3 separate regions of the Mus musculus genome follow, and all the other regions are linked to region 2. A link is a contact called in public Hi-C and Micro-C data. All regions are on one chromosome and are shown on one strand. Each heading gives the region's core, a stretch centred on a gene start, on an enhancer-like site or on the middle of the called end of the contact. The rest is flanking DNA. Distances are from core to core; before and after follow the strand shown. Region 1 has its middle 91 kb from the start of Gm22312. Region 2 overlaps Magi1 (membrane associated guanylate kinase, WW and PDZ domain containing 1). Region 3 has its middle 43 kb from the start of Gm22312.

Region 1 (4,556 bases), core at 83-2,582, 130 kb before region 2:
TTGAATCACCCAGCTGACTGTAGGATTTATATTCTTGAACTGCCTTTGATTTCCACTAAGATTTTTTTCCCCCAATCTGGAAAATTTTATAGTTGAGTACCAAATGTTTTAGGAGTACATGCACGCAGAATAAAAGTAGATATGGCCTCACACTAATACGGGTACATTGTTTTAAATATCACGCTGCATATTTAATGAGACTCTGAAGACAGCAAGCTTTCAATGCATACCAGTTCATCAGTTTGCTCTTTAGGCGCAAACTCCAGCCTTGCTCCCTCTCCTTGGTACTTAACTCCATATTTACAGTCAGCTTACTGGTATGCTTAGTGTTGTTCCCTAACTTGCCAGTGTTACTGGGGTTAGGCACTATCTGCAGAGTCTCCGTTCTTTCTGAGCCATGTGCGTAGGCCACGTTGCTCAGTTCACAACAGCGTTCGCAGACGGATCCCTTAAACCCTGTGCTTGCCCCTTCATTCTCTGGTCCCCGATCCCCAGTGTGATTTGCTGCTGTTTCCGGGTTCTCTGCTATTCCCTGAGATGCTGCTGCTTGTATCCCAGATGTCCTGGAACCACCCTGTGTCCTTCTTTGTGCTCCCCTGTCAGTCTCTCTTCAGTGTGTCCTTCTGTAGAACTTTCCATTTTAGTCTTGGTGTCTAGTTTATTACATCGTTTTTCTTTTTCATTTACTCTTCTCTCATAGATCAGATCCCAACCACAGCTTCCCGTCCCTCCTCTCCTCCCAGTCTCTTACCTTCACCTCCCTTCTCCCCCATATCCATGACTCCTCTGGTTCCCTTCAGAAAAAAAGCAGACCTCCCCAGGGATAGCAATCAAACAAGGCATATCAAGTTGTAATTAGATTAGACCCACACTGGCACACCAAGGCTGGACGAGGCAATCCAGTAGACTGAAAATGTTCTCAAAAGTAGGCAAAAGAGTCTGAGACAGCCCCTGCTCCCTCTGTTAGCCATCCCAAAAGAACACTAAGCAGCACGCTATATATGCAGAGGACCAAGGTCTTACAACATTGTTTAATTTCCTAAAGTCATATCTCTTGGGGATTCTTTTATATTTCCTTTTGACAGCCTCTTGTCATATCATCTAACATCTCTGAGCATAACTACTGCTGTTGCCATTTCCCCACTTTAACATTTACTGAGGTTCTTTTGTTTATATGTGGGGTGGAGAGGGGGGGGGGGTCTTGCTTCATCTCTCTTTCTCCAAGACAATGAAGATGTCTTTCTTTCGAACTGAAGGCAGCCCTCTGAGAGCATGGACCATCTGTTATTATTACTAAGTCAGAAGCCGCCTGTGCAGGAAGGAAGTCGGTGGATTGGATCACTTCACTGAAGGGTGGTAACACAGTCAGCATCTCCAGAAAGGAGTTCTCTGCTCCTCTCCTCAGGGGTGGACAAAGAACAGCTGTCTACAGTTAGGAGAACAGGAAATCTGGCCTTTAGTAACCCCATTTCCCCTAAAAGTAGATGCATTTCTCTATTTCTTTCATAGGGTGTTCTGTGTACCAAGCACCCTACAGGTCCATTCCTAGTACTGGATGCTGCTACCAACCAAAGCATTTACTTCAAACACTGATTTCTGATAATGGATAAGAGTGATTCCAACTGTCCTACCATGATGTGAAAGGGCAGAAATGGCATGAGACCTTCAAATGGAGAATTCTGAAGTGGGATAGGATGAGGGCGCAGGAACAGAGAAAGCTGGGAAATCTCTGCGTGCCTTGGGGTCTAAGCTGGTTAAAGACTTAAAGCTGGTATTGTCCCATAGCTAACAAGGACAAGAAGAATGAGAATGGAGGCCACTGTGCCAGAGAAGTAAGTATTTAACAGCATGGAACTTGCCATGCTGTTGTTGAGCCTAAGTCCCAGTTACCTATCTTCTTACCCACTCCAGCTCCAGTTACTATCTAACATGGAATGTTCAGTTCCCTCCTGAATCTTGATTCTGTTTGTACTGTTCTTGACCAGGACCAGGTCATTCTTCAGTGACAGATTCATGAGGAGAAAGATCTAAAAGATCAGAAATACAGGGGATTTTAAAAAGCCAAGAGGTCTTGCATAAGCTATGTCTATGCCAAACAACATTATTGAGAAGTTATAATCTTATAGTCATATTTTGGGGGAGAAGTGAGATGAATTCAGCAGGAAGCTAATCAAGTAATACTATACAAAGGGAATACAGAATATCTCAAGGGCATTAGAGCCTAAGCACACAGTGGCCTTGGAACTGATAAGTCCAGTCTCTTCAGGGGGAAAAGCCAAGTTCACAGGAACCAAATCCTTAAGTTCTCTGAGGCCTTGGCCGCAGCTCCAGACCAGACCTTGCCAAGTCTGCTCTTCTGCAAGGACACAGAGTTAAGTTCCCTTTGTCCTTTCAATCAGGACCTCTGAGAAAGCTTGGGATCAGCCTGGCTCTCAGCATTCTGGTGCCAGGTGACACTGGATACCATCCCAACTCCACAAAGCGTCCCAGAAAAAAGTAATACAGAAGTTCCTCTAGAGAGGGGGTACAAAGTAGTGGTCGTACAAAGGTGGGAAAGGGGTGACCAACAGCACTTAGGTTTATAGAGAATGACTGAAGACTTGATTTTGACCATCTGTGGTGGTAGATTATCTTTTAGGTCTTCTATACCTTTATGCTGGCCTTTAGTTTAACTCTGTTCAAATTGTTTGCTAACCATACCTGCTGCCCCCTGCCTCCTTCTAAAGATCTAGTGAAAGCTCTTGTCTCACTCTACCACTATGATAAACACCATGACCAAACGTAACTTGGGGAGAAAGGGTTTGTAACAGGGCTCCAGACCTGAATAGTCCCCCTGATCTTAGCACAACCAACTCCATGATAGAAGTCCCATTCTGGCTGTAAAACTCAACTTGTAGACAGCACCACCTGTCAAAACTGAAACAAAGGCCCAATCCATCAAAGTCCATAGTTCTGGGAAAGTCTCTAAATGTACTAACCTTGCTTTTGGCTTCTGTAATTGCACTCCTGGCTAACTGTTCTTGTTCACTGAAGTATGTCAACTCAGAACATGATTTTTGTGAAAGGCTTCAAGCTACATTGGAACCCCAAACAACCAGGGTAGTTGTTGGCCTGCTAATAAAGACTTCCTATTGGCTTAAACACATGTTCCAGCAGTCTTCTCCGGTAAATATCCCACAACTGGTTTATCTTGGCTTACCTCTCTCAGTTCAGCAAGGGAACTCATGGAAGAAGCCTGGAGGCAGGAACTGAAGCAGACATAGATGAGCATTGCACACTAGCTTGCTCTTCTTGGTTGACTCAGTCTGCTTTCTGTACAGAACCACCTTCCAGGACAGGCATCACCTATATTCAGCTTGGCCCATCTGCATTATTCATTAATCAAGAAAGCGTTCCACAGACTTGCTTGCAGTCAGTGTGATGGAGGCATTTTCTCAGCTGAGGTCCATCCCAGATGACTACTCTAGCTTATGTCAAGTTGACAAAAAATATATATATATTTTTTAAAAGAACCCAATCAGCACAGCTCTCAGAGGCATGTTTTATTATTTTCTACCCTAAGGATTTGCAAGGCCATCGCTTTATTACCAAGATTAAATCACAACGAAGCAGAACACTTAAACAGACCAGTAAAGAGATTGGATCAGTCATAAAAAGTCTCCCATCAAAAAAATTCCAAGGCCAAGCATGACTGATGAGTTCTGCTAAACATTAAGAGGTAATTCCAGTTCTCCTAAGTTGTTAAAAAAATAAAATAAAATAAAGTATAATAAAATAAAACAAAACAGAAAAAGAGACATTCTTCTAAACACATTCCATGATGTCAGCCATAGTGGAATTCTAAAACCAGATAGGGGAAGGAGGAGGAGGAGGAAGAGCAGGAGGAGGGGGAGGATAGGGGAGGCAGAGAGAGAGGTGGTAGGGGTGGGGGCCAGGGAGAGGCTAATAACCTTGATGAACATGGTTGAAAAAAATCCAACCAAATATTAATACTAGCAAACTGATTTAAAGATCACATCTTAAAAAAATCATTTGCAAGGGTAGTGCAACATTCACATCAAGTGGGATTCATCGCTATGCAAGGGTAGTGCAACATTCACATATCTATAAATGTGATGTGCCATAACTATTGAGTAAAAGGCAAAACACATGATCATTTCAATACACACAGAAAAGGCATTTGATAAAATTCAGTATCCATGTCAGAGAGTGTGGTGCACCCCAGCATTGGGGAGACCGGACAAGTGAATTGGGAGGTTTTGGTCAGTCTGGGAAATATAGCAAGACTGTTGTTTGTTTTGTTTTGTTTTGTTTTGTTTTGTTTAAAAAAAAAAGGATTGCCATCTGGTGCAGAGCAGTATTGTGAGTCCTGTGACATGCATCTTACCCTGATACTGTTTCCATAAGAAGGACCAACAAAACAAAACAATGCAGACTATGAAGTGGGTGGGAAACCAGCTGAGGAAGCCATGAGCCAGGAGAGCTTCGGGTGGCTGCATTTCAACCAGAAGGACACCTCACGCTCCATTCTTACCTCACTTTCCACATAGTGACGG
Region 2 (4,531 bases), core at 1,969-4,468:
TTCTGAAAATATAGTCGGCTCTGCTCCTGACTGGGGGCAAAGAAGCAAGTCTAGAGCTATACAGCTGGCCTTTAATAGCTGGAAGCAGTAATAGTAATAATCTATCTGCTTTGGAAATGTTTCCTGACAGTACAACAATAAAAGGACTTCTTTTTAATGGGGTGTAGAGAAAAGAGGTAATGAGTCAAAAGTAGGGGGGATGACGGCACCTTGCCTGCATAAAGGGGAAGCAAAAGAACTGTCACTTTAAAAATTCTGTCCTGTCATGAGGTAGCACAGGGACGATCCTTCTCCAGGGAATTCCCTAGCGAAATGTACTGTTTCAAGGTGGAACGGAGGCAGTTCCCACAGTGATCTACATTGTGGGAGTTGAGGATATTTGTGATTAAACTCTTCAGGGGGTCTGACCTCACTTTCCAAGTATTTCCACCTTGGGTAATGTCCCTGAACGCCATCCTCATGCCTCAATGGCCACTTGTACGGATGTTTCAGGACCGGCCCTGCTAACTCCTCCTCTTCCTAATGGAGAAGCTGTTGGGATGGGGGATGGGAGAGGGTTTGAACAGGGGGGGGGGAGAATTGGGGTGGCCTGGAAACTCTACAGAAGTCCTTTCAAAGTTTGGCTTTCAGCATCCAAACGCTGACACCATTGCATACACTAGCAAGATTTTATCGAAAGGACCCAGATGTAGCTGTCTCTTGTGAGACTAGGCCGGGGCCTAGCAAACACAGAAGTGGATGCCCACAGTCAGCTAATGGATGGATCACAGGGCTCCCAATGGAGGAGCTAGAGAAAGTACCCAAGGAGCTAAAGGGATCTGCAACCCTATAGGTGGATCAACATTATGAACTAACCAGTACCCCGGAGCTCTTGACTCTAGCTGCATATGTATCAAAAGATGGCCTAGTCGGCCATCACTGGAAAGAGAGGCCCATTGGACACACAAACTTTATATGCCCCAGAACAGGGGAACGCCAGGGCCAAAAAGGGGGAGTGGGCGGGTAGGGGAGTGGGGGTGGGTGGGTATGGGGGACTTTTGGTATAGCATTGGAAATGTAAATGAGCTAAATACCTAATAAAAAATGGAAAGAAAAAAAAATAAAATGCCATTGGCAACATCTATCTTAAAAAAAAAAAAAAAGAAAATCAACTGTAGTGCATGTCCATTGTACTTGATTTTTCTCATTAAAACTGTGTCTAGATAACAAAAAAAAAAAAAAAAAAAAAAAGAGTACTAGGAAGTAGGGAGGGGATTAAGGAACAATAGCTCCAAATTATTGAGAGAAAAACTCAGTAAGAATTCCTTTTCCAAAACCAGGATGCTGCAGTGTGTCCCTATTTTAAGGTCACTGGCCTCCAAGGGGAAGCTGTCACTGTAATTGGTACTGAGCTTCTGGGTTGTAAAATCCACACCAGGACCCTTTCCTCCAGCTCTGCTGACTCTAAGGTTGATTCTTATCCCGACTGCTTATTTTTAGCAGCTTAAGTAAGGCAGGGGATGAAGAAAGCTATCTAGTAGAATATTCTGAATTTTATCTTTACAAGACACCCAAATCCCGAAGAAGCGGTGGCTTCTGGGACTCTCTTTATCTCTCTCACCATATCTGCCACTATCTGAGAAGTCCCATCTCCGTTGTCTCATCTCCCTAAATGACCACAGAGGTCTCACCATTCCACCCTTAGCTTTACTGTGCATGCCCTTTCTTATTCACACGGGGGCCAGAGATGTGCAGCACAGATCTGACAACGTGGTCTCTCGGCTACATAAAATTGTGGTTTCCCAGCATCATGTCAATGCACCCCACACTCTTCCCTGAATCCTGCCACGCCCTCCTTCATCTGAGCTGCCTTTGGTCCATTTCAGTTCCACTCGAGTCGCCCGCTTTGTCTGTATACTCTAGTCTAGGGGCCATTCACTTCTTCTCCCTGGACATTTTCACTGGCTGCTCCCCGCACCTTGCAACAATAAGGCCAAAGCTTTATGCATGCGCAACTTCTCACCTTCTTTACACAGGGAGCTCAGGATTGACTGAGGCTCCCAGCAGATATGAAGTGACACCTTTTATCATAATTGATTTACAAATCCAGCTTGTTGCCAGATATGCTGACACTCCCTAAAATAACTGTATTTGCCCACATCTCTATTTGTTATTGTTGTTTATACATTTAATTGTCTCTGATCCACCTTATCTGTCTATGCTGAGCTTCAGGACTAAATCTCCAATGAACATGTAAATGTGCAGACCTTATGGAGTGAGCCTATATCTCAAGGACTCCAGGAAAGACTGACAAGGTACCTGGGAGGGGCAACCTGGCCTTGCACTTTAGTACCATCGAGGCTACAGTGCCTAAGTAACAACTCTTGATCCCTGCTCTGCTGCGGGATTTATTTCTTAGTGAGCCGCCAGGCACAGCTCAACTCCAGCAGCCTTACTCCGGAGGCACACAACAAGGTTCCACTGTGCCACCTTGTGTCCTGACTTCCCATGACAACAAGCTTGCTTCTCAGAGCTCAAACCTACTGTAAGCTGCCAGCCCCAGGAAATTCATATGTTCTCAGAGATTTTTTTTCCCCAGTCTGAGATAGGAGACCTTCTTATCTTTGCTTATGAAACAAACTTTCACTACAACAGGAGTCACAAGGTTCCAAATGGCTCCCATTCTCTGGCATATGCGTGCTAATGGGAAGATGGGCAGTTGCTTTCTGCAGGCCAAACCATGCATCTCCATAAAGGCCTAAGAGCCTGAGGAGGGTGTTAGTTTCTCTTACGTCACAATGTTTGTTTTGTTTTTTTTTTAAATAGGAAGGCACGTTTCTGATGCCTTTTGTAAGGATATGGTGATTTCTTTTGACTTTATTATAAGACTACTTAACACCAAATCAAACTTTAAGAAGTCTCATATAGCACAGGCTGTGGTTTATAACAGCAAGACAATTCCATGACACAGTCCGCCATGGCACTGCATTACCCAAAGAGTCTGCAAGTCAGACCTAAAGAAGCCACTTACACAGGGGTCAGGCTTTCCAAAGAGCAAAGGATGTATCATGCGAAGCCCATTTGTGTCCCCTGGAGATATTAAATGTCTTCAAAATCCTCTCGGTGAAACAGTATCTACGTGAGCTAAGTGACTGTAGTTACTGAGCCGGGAAGGAGGCGTTTCCTGGCTCTGTCAATTTCTAAAGAGTTCTAGGGTCGGGGGAGGAGCTGACACTTTGTCCAGCCAGTCACCACTTAAGTGAACTTACAGGTGGAATGTAGGCGTCGGCTTCAGTCCACACAGCCAATAGACGCAGGCCCTCCCCAGGTGAGTCTCATTACAAACTTTTACAGGTCAAGTGTGTTTAAGATGCAGGAAAGGTCCAGGACCGGTGAGGCCACTGAATGGAATCTGCTAGCCAGGGAAAAGCAAGAGAAGGGAGCACTACGTGTGTGGCAGGGAAGAGGAAGTGCGCTGGAAGCACAAGTCACGCTCACAGCGGTGGGTGAAGGCCGAGGACCCCTTGCTTCTCGCCTTGCCTGTCTAAAGTTAGCTCTTTCCTGTTGTTTTTCTTGGCAAATCAGGCTAAAAGTTAATGTGGATGGGAGAGCTTAATGTCAGCAAGCACTGGGAAACAATTTTAAAGGGTGTCATAAAGTTTCTGTGACTGCTTTTATTCTTTTAAAACAAAACAAAAACCAACCAAACACAAAACAACAACAACAACCACACCAAAAACCGAAGGCAAAAACACCATCCATGGGTATTGTGGAAATCCTCAAGCACACAGAAAGTGCTCAGCTCATTCCGTGTTTCCCTTCTGCTTGCGGATTTGACAAGCTCTGGGTGATCCCTCCAACTGTAAGAGGGCAGAACTACATGAAAGGGCTTTCTCAATAAATGTCATAGTAAGTAAGGGGCGGCACACAAAAGAGTAACAAATGTAACCATGGCCTGGGACTCTGCCTCCCCTTAAATTAAGGGGCCCTGGAAGCAGCAGTCATGGGAGGAAGAGTGCCTTGGCCATCCCCACACATTCTCCTATCCTAGACTCTTCTTGGGGGCCTCTTCCCTACTGCAGGGCTCTTTCACAAACCAGCACATTTTTGTAAAACAGAATTGAGCAACTGAACATAAGTTGCCAGTTCCTTACTTTGCAAATTGAGAATGTCTTCAGAACGACTTAAAAAGGAGGCCAAAGGCACTGAGCTATCTCACTGGAGACTTCACCCGGAAGTCCCCTATTCGGTGCTGCTGAGTTTCTTCTGTTCACCGCAGCCAAAAGAACATGCCAATCACCTTGCCCCTCTTCCTGATCTCCAACTGCAGACAATTAAGTCAAAAGTCCAGAGTGACAGCACATCTCCAAGAGTGCTACCCCCTCTCCCTTTGCAAGCATCATCCACTCAGACAAAGCAAGGGCTCTAAGGCAGAACCTCCCACCTCCAGTGCACCAAAGCGTGTGACAAACCAGTGTCAGTCCCATCTTGGTTACAACATAAGAGAGTGCCCTTCTACCCAGATTTCAGATAACAACATGGAAGTTCAGAA
Region 3 (4,664 bases), core at 281-2,780, 180 kb before region 2:
AGAATAAAAGTGTGTGGCAAGTTAACTGATGGGGACTCCTTCTATTCAGCTGTAGGGAAATTATCATGCCTTCTGGTTGAAACTTTTGGGTGATGAGGCAGCTTTGGGGTTACCCATATTCCTATAAATCAGCCCTCGTACATGCTCTGTAAGTAAGCTCATCAAACTCGCTGGTTCTTCAAGATGGACTTGGACAGAGTTGTGGTTGATGTCTTATCTGGTGTGAAGAGACCTCATTCATATCTCACCTAAAAACACTCGTGTGACCTTAGCTCTGCTACCACTTGGTGGTGTAACCCTGGGCAGCCTTCTCTCCTGATCTCAGTCTCTGGTGGAAGGGAATAATTCCCATGATGCTGACCTCCTTAGGTAATGCTGACCACTAACCCAGGAAGTCTACTCACTGAGGTTATCAAGAGGGCCTGGGGCAGAGGGAAGTGCTCTATAAACAAACATAGACTGTTGGCTCATCTGCCTCTGCTTTCTTTTAGAGCATAGATTCCTTAGGGTGAAAAAAAAATCTAACTCTGGTGTCCCCAGTGTGATGCTCATCGTGTGTCAGTGGTGTGAATAAAATAAATAACTGAATGAACTACGAGTGCTGACCTACTCAAAACCATAGCTTTATAGCCAAGGACTCCAATAACCAAAAACAAAAAACAAAGACAGAAAGAAAGAGAAAGAGAGAGAGAGAGAGAGATAAAGAAAGGAAGAAAGAAAGAAGGAAAGAAAGAGAGAGAGAGAGAAAGAAAGAAAGAAAGAAAGAAAGAAAGAAAGAAAGAAAGAAAGAAAGAAAGAAAGAAAGGGGAAGGGAAGAGGGAAGGGAAGGGAAGGGAAGGGAAGGGAAGGGAAGGGAAGGGAAGGGAAGGGAAGGGAAGGGAAGGGAAGGAAAGGAAAGGAAAGGAAAGGAAAGGAAAGGAAAGGAAAGGAAAGGAAAGGAAAGGAAAGGAAAGGAAAGGAAAGGAAAGGAAAGGAAAGAAGGAAAAGAAAAACATAACACAAGCCACACTTACCCTGGCATGCTCTGCATGTGTTATCTTTCTGATGCCTACCAGGACATTTCTGTTCTTATCTCCCCCCCCACCCCACCCCCACACACACCCTGGCCTAGGTGAGAACATCCCCTTTTACCCAAACCACAAGAGAATGATTAAATTAACTCACACTGGGAAACTATTAAGAAGATGGGTTAGATCTGTCGTCTTTCTATGAAATGATGCTTATAATAAACAATTAAATGATGAAATCGGGTAACAAAACTATATTCTGGAATAAAGCACACATTTTATAGCCTAATGTCTAGACTGAATGTCTCCTAGATTTGCACATTAGACCTTGAGAAACTTCCCTGGCAGGCCAGCTCAGACCACCTGAGTGGAAGGACAGCCATTGGTCTTTCTTAACAGCTCCCCAAGGGACTACAAACTTGGGAGACACTGTTATCAGAGGCTATCTCAGCCTGGTGTGACTGCTGGCATTTTTATTTGCTTCTTTTTGCTTATCTTTGCATTCTCTGCTATAAGCATATGCACAGCTTTGTCTGATAAGGAAAAAGAATTCGCCATCAAAGCACAGGAAGGAAAGAGGGTGCAATATAAGCCATTTACAACGTCAGCCAGTCCCTTAGAAAAAGACATGGGTGAGCTGTGCCTGTTGCTGTTGAAATGAAATCATAATGAAGCAGGAACATGAGGAGGAGGAGACTACAAACACACTATGCTCTACAGACCAGCGATGGGAGAGATTGTTAGACAATAAGCCAGACAGCCCCAAAACACCGGGATCATTCTGGAGGTGTAGTAACCTCCCAAATAGTTAAAGTCTACCTCTAGCTGTCAACTGCTCTCAGACTGCGGCCAAAAGAAGACGGACAACATGTGCAAATGTCCCACAGTCCGTAACTCTGGCTGAGCTTAAAGTAGGTGCCAGTGGCTACTAGGTATATAAATCCAACTCACCTTATGCAGAGAAGTTGTAAATAATCCCCATGTTACCTCTGGAGTAAAACTTAGACATAAACTCAGCATTTATGTTAGAGACTGAGTAGGAAGTGGGAATGGGAAAACCCACCCATAACATTTGCCCAGCCTGAAGCAAAAAAAGCTCTATGGGAGCCCAAATCCCATAGAGCGATGTGAAAACTGATAAATGTATTCTCTCTCCCTACTTGGATGAGTGGTCATCCAAATGTCAGGGTTCTCTCGAGCAGTGGTTCTCAACCTTCCTAATGCTGTTAATACAGATGCTCGGGTTGTAGTGACCAACCCCCCCCCCACCCCCCGCACCATAAAATTATTTCATTGCAACTTCGTAACTGGAATTGTGCTACTGTTTTAAATCATACTATAAATATCTAATATGCAAGATATCTAATATGTGACCCCGGTGAAAGGCTTATTCAGCTCCCAAAGGGTTATGACCAACTAGAGGAACGGAACTGATAGGATGAACATATCTTGAAAAGGGATCGGGGGCTGGTGAGATGGCTCAGTGGGTTAGAGCACCCGACTGCTCTTCCGAAGGTCCAGAGTTCAAATCCCAGCAACCACATGGTGGCTCACAACCATCCGTAAAGAGATCTGACTCCCTCTTCTGGAGTGTCTGAAGACAGCTACAATGTACTTACATATAATAAATAAATAAATCTTTAAAAAAAAAAAAAAAAAAAAAAAAAAAAAAAAAAAAAAAAAGAAAAGGGATCGGCTTATACAAGTGATCTGGGCAGTCCAGCAATGGCTATTGTCACACAGGAAAGACCGAGTAGCCAACAGCTGCTCAGTACAAAAGGTAGGATGCCTTGAAGGCCTGAGGGAAAGCTAATGGTCTTCAGTTCACATCTGAAAAAGATGGTTCTGAAGTCAGCCGAGAATTTCTGCAGCAGCGGGAGCAGTTGCAGCAGAGTAGATGAACTTGCCAGTAGAGTGCAAAGGCAAGCAGCTAAAGAGCACAGCCTCTTTTTATCCACTGCCACCAGAAGGCACTGGGAACATGTAGCATGGGTCTCCCCACATCAAATGACATGATCAAGAGAATCTCTTATGAGCTAGACTACTTTGTATTTAATCTGCTAAACCGGCTGCAGAGCCACAACTTTGAGGAGGTTTTAAAGTTAGCTATGGCATTCAGGATTTGGAATTCCTTGATGCTGCGTAAAATAAATGTCAGTAGTGCACATTTCATGGCATGAAATATGAAACACTCATTACTAAGTCGAATTATCTAAGGCAATTCATGCACCTAGCAGAAATTCACCATGTGTTTGTGTAAGCCATATGAGAGGTATTATGGGCTGATAGAAATTTTTTTAAAAATAGAATTAAGAGTATTTGTGTGTTTTATTTGTTTATGAATAATTAGACTATACTATTTAAATATGCAAAACAGCTGAGAACGATGCTGCACTTGCTTACAAGAAGTAAACTTCAAGTTGTTCTACGGGTGCACAAGTAGCCGCACGTAGCCATAGACTGCATTCAGAGACCAGGAGCCGCATTGCAGATGGTCACCAAGGCTGCCGTTGCTCAAGCAGAGGAAGTGCCACCTGTCCTGAGGACAGTGGAGCAGAGTCAACTGTTCTGAGCTGTCCCTGTCCCTGTGTGGCTGTGCTCTGACTCCACTTAACTCCCGCCTGAGAGTAAACGCACACTCCAGAATGTAGACGCGATTGCGTAATCTTACTAATTAGTAAACCAGCGACTGCCGAGAATCAGGGACTCACTTGTTTTACAGTACACCTAATTGTTTACAGGATGTTCAGGTTACAAAATGACATAGGTGTAATTAATAACCTTACTAATACATTTAATTATATAGCGGTGAAAACCACATGTCCTCTGTGGAGACTTTATAAGTTCATTTCATATCAGTAAATTTTTTTTCCTTAAAAAAAGGAAAAGAAAAAGAAAGTTAAAAAAAAAAAAAAAGGAAAAGCCCTGACAGGTGTTCTCAGTGGCTTATCTCTTGGCTGGTTTAAGCTTATAACCAAGATTGCTCATCACAATGTGTAAACCCAGTGATATCGTGTGACCAGAAACATATCAAGATTATCATCTGGGGCTGGAGAGGTGGCTTGGTGGTTCAAAGCACTGACTGCACTTGCAGAGGACCCAGGTTCAATTCTCAGCACCCACATGGTGGCTCACAAGCATCTGTAATGCCTGTACCGGGGGATCTGACACCCTCTTCTGACCTCCTTGGATGCAGCATGCGGATAGTGTAGCTATCACTCAGGCAAAGTACCCATACACCGAAGATTCACATGGATAGTAGTGGATAGGCGAGCTATATCTGGACTTGTAGTAAGGTCATAAGTATTCATAAATTGTATGTATCAATTTCCTAAGTTATGTTTTATGTCACTATTTCAAAAAATAATTAATCATGTATCATAATATATATTTTCACAAAACTTGTAAGTATTAACAAAAATAATTTAATTACAATCAAATATTTAAGTTACATTAAATTGACTGGAGTTACATTGTCAACTGTTATTATATAATACATAATTAAGTTGACACCGTTTTTACTTGAAATTTACATTAGAGTAAATATAATGAGGCAATACATTAAATATTTCATTAAATTCTTAATTGTTATTTAGTGCTTTATTATTTTTATACATTATTAATTATTAAATCACTTAATATTAAAGTGTTGCCTTC

What was found. Hi-C and Micro-C count contacts between places; a contact is called where the count stands out from the background.
Region 1: a contact with region 2 is called in a Hi-C map of uterus, with 2.5 times the contacts expected there. The contact joins two enhancer-like sites. A contact is called at or near these places in 2 of 484 Hi-C or Micro-C datasets (both in uterus) and 2 of 115 datasets of contacts at active chromatin or transcription factors (both in embryonic stem cells).
Region 3: a contact with region 2 is called in a Micro-C map of trophoblast stem cells, with 3 times the contacts expected there. The contact joins two enhancer-like sites. A contact is called at or near these places in 20 of 484 Hi-C or Micro-C datasets (brown adipocytes, cerebral cortex, cortical neurons and 8 more), 2 of 115 datasets of contacts at active chromatin or transcription factors (both in embryonic stem cells) and 1 of 9 other capture datasets (embryonic stem cells).

The regions. Positions count from the first base shown.
Region 1 is chr6:93,598,244-93,602,799 of GRCm38.p6, forward strand. No RefSeq gene overlaps it. Among named protein-coding and RNA genes, the nearest start is that of Gm22312, 91 kb to the left of the region's middle. Within about 2 kb of position 1,333, at least 11 of the 459 cell types and tissues checked have an H3K27ac peak or open chromatin away from gene starts, as enhancers often do. A contact at or near this core is called in uterus, where this site is marked.
Region 2 is chr6:93,724,568-93,729,098 of GRCm38.p6, forward strand. The region is part of intron 12 of Magi1 (membrane associated guanylate kinase, WW and PDZ domain containing 1); the gene reads right to left. Among named protein-coding and RNA genes, the nearest start is that of Gm23035, 67 kb to the right of the region's middle. Within about 2 kb of position 3,219, at least 36 of the 459 cell types and tissues checked have an H3K27ac peak or open chromatin away from gene starts, as enhancers often do. A contact at or near this core is called in trophoblast stem cells and uterus, where this site is marked.
Region 3 is chr6:93,549,916-93,554,579 of GRCm38.p6, forward strand. No RefSeq gene overlaps it. Among named protein-coding and RNA genes, the nearest start is that of Gm22312, 43 kb to the left of the region's middle. Within about 2 kb of position 1,531, at least 4 of the 459 cell types and tissues checked have an H3K27ac peak or open chromatin away from gene starts, as enhancers often do. A contact at or near this core is called in trophoblast stem cells, where this site is marked.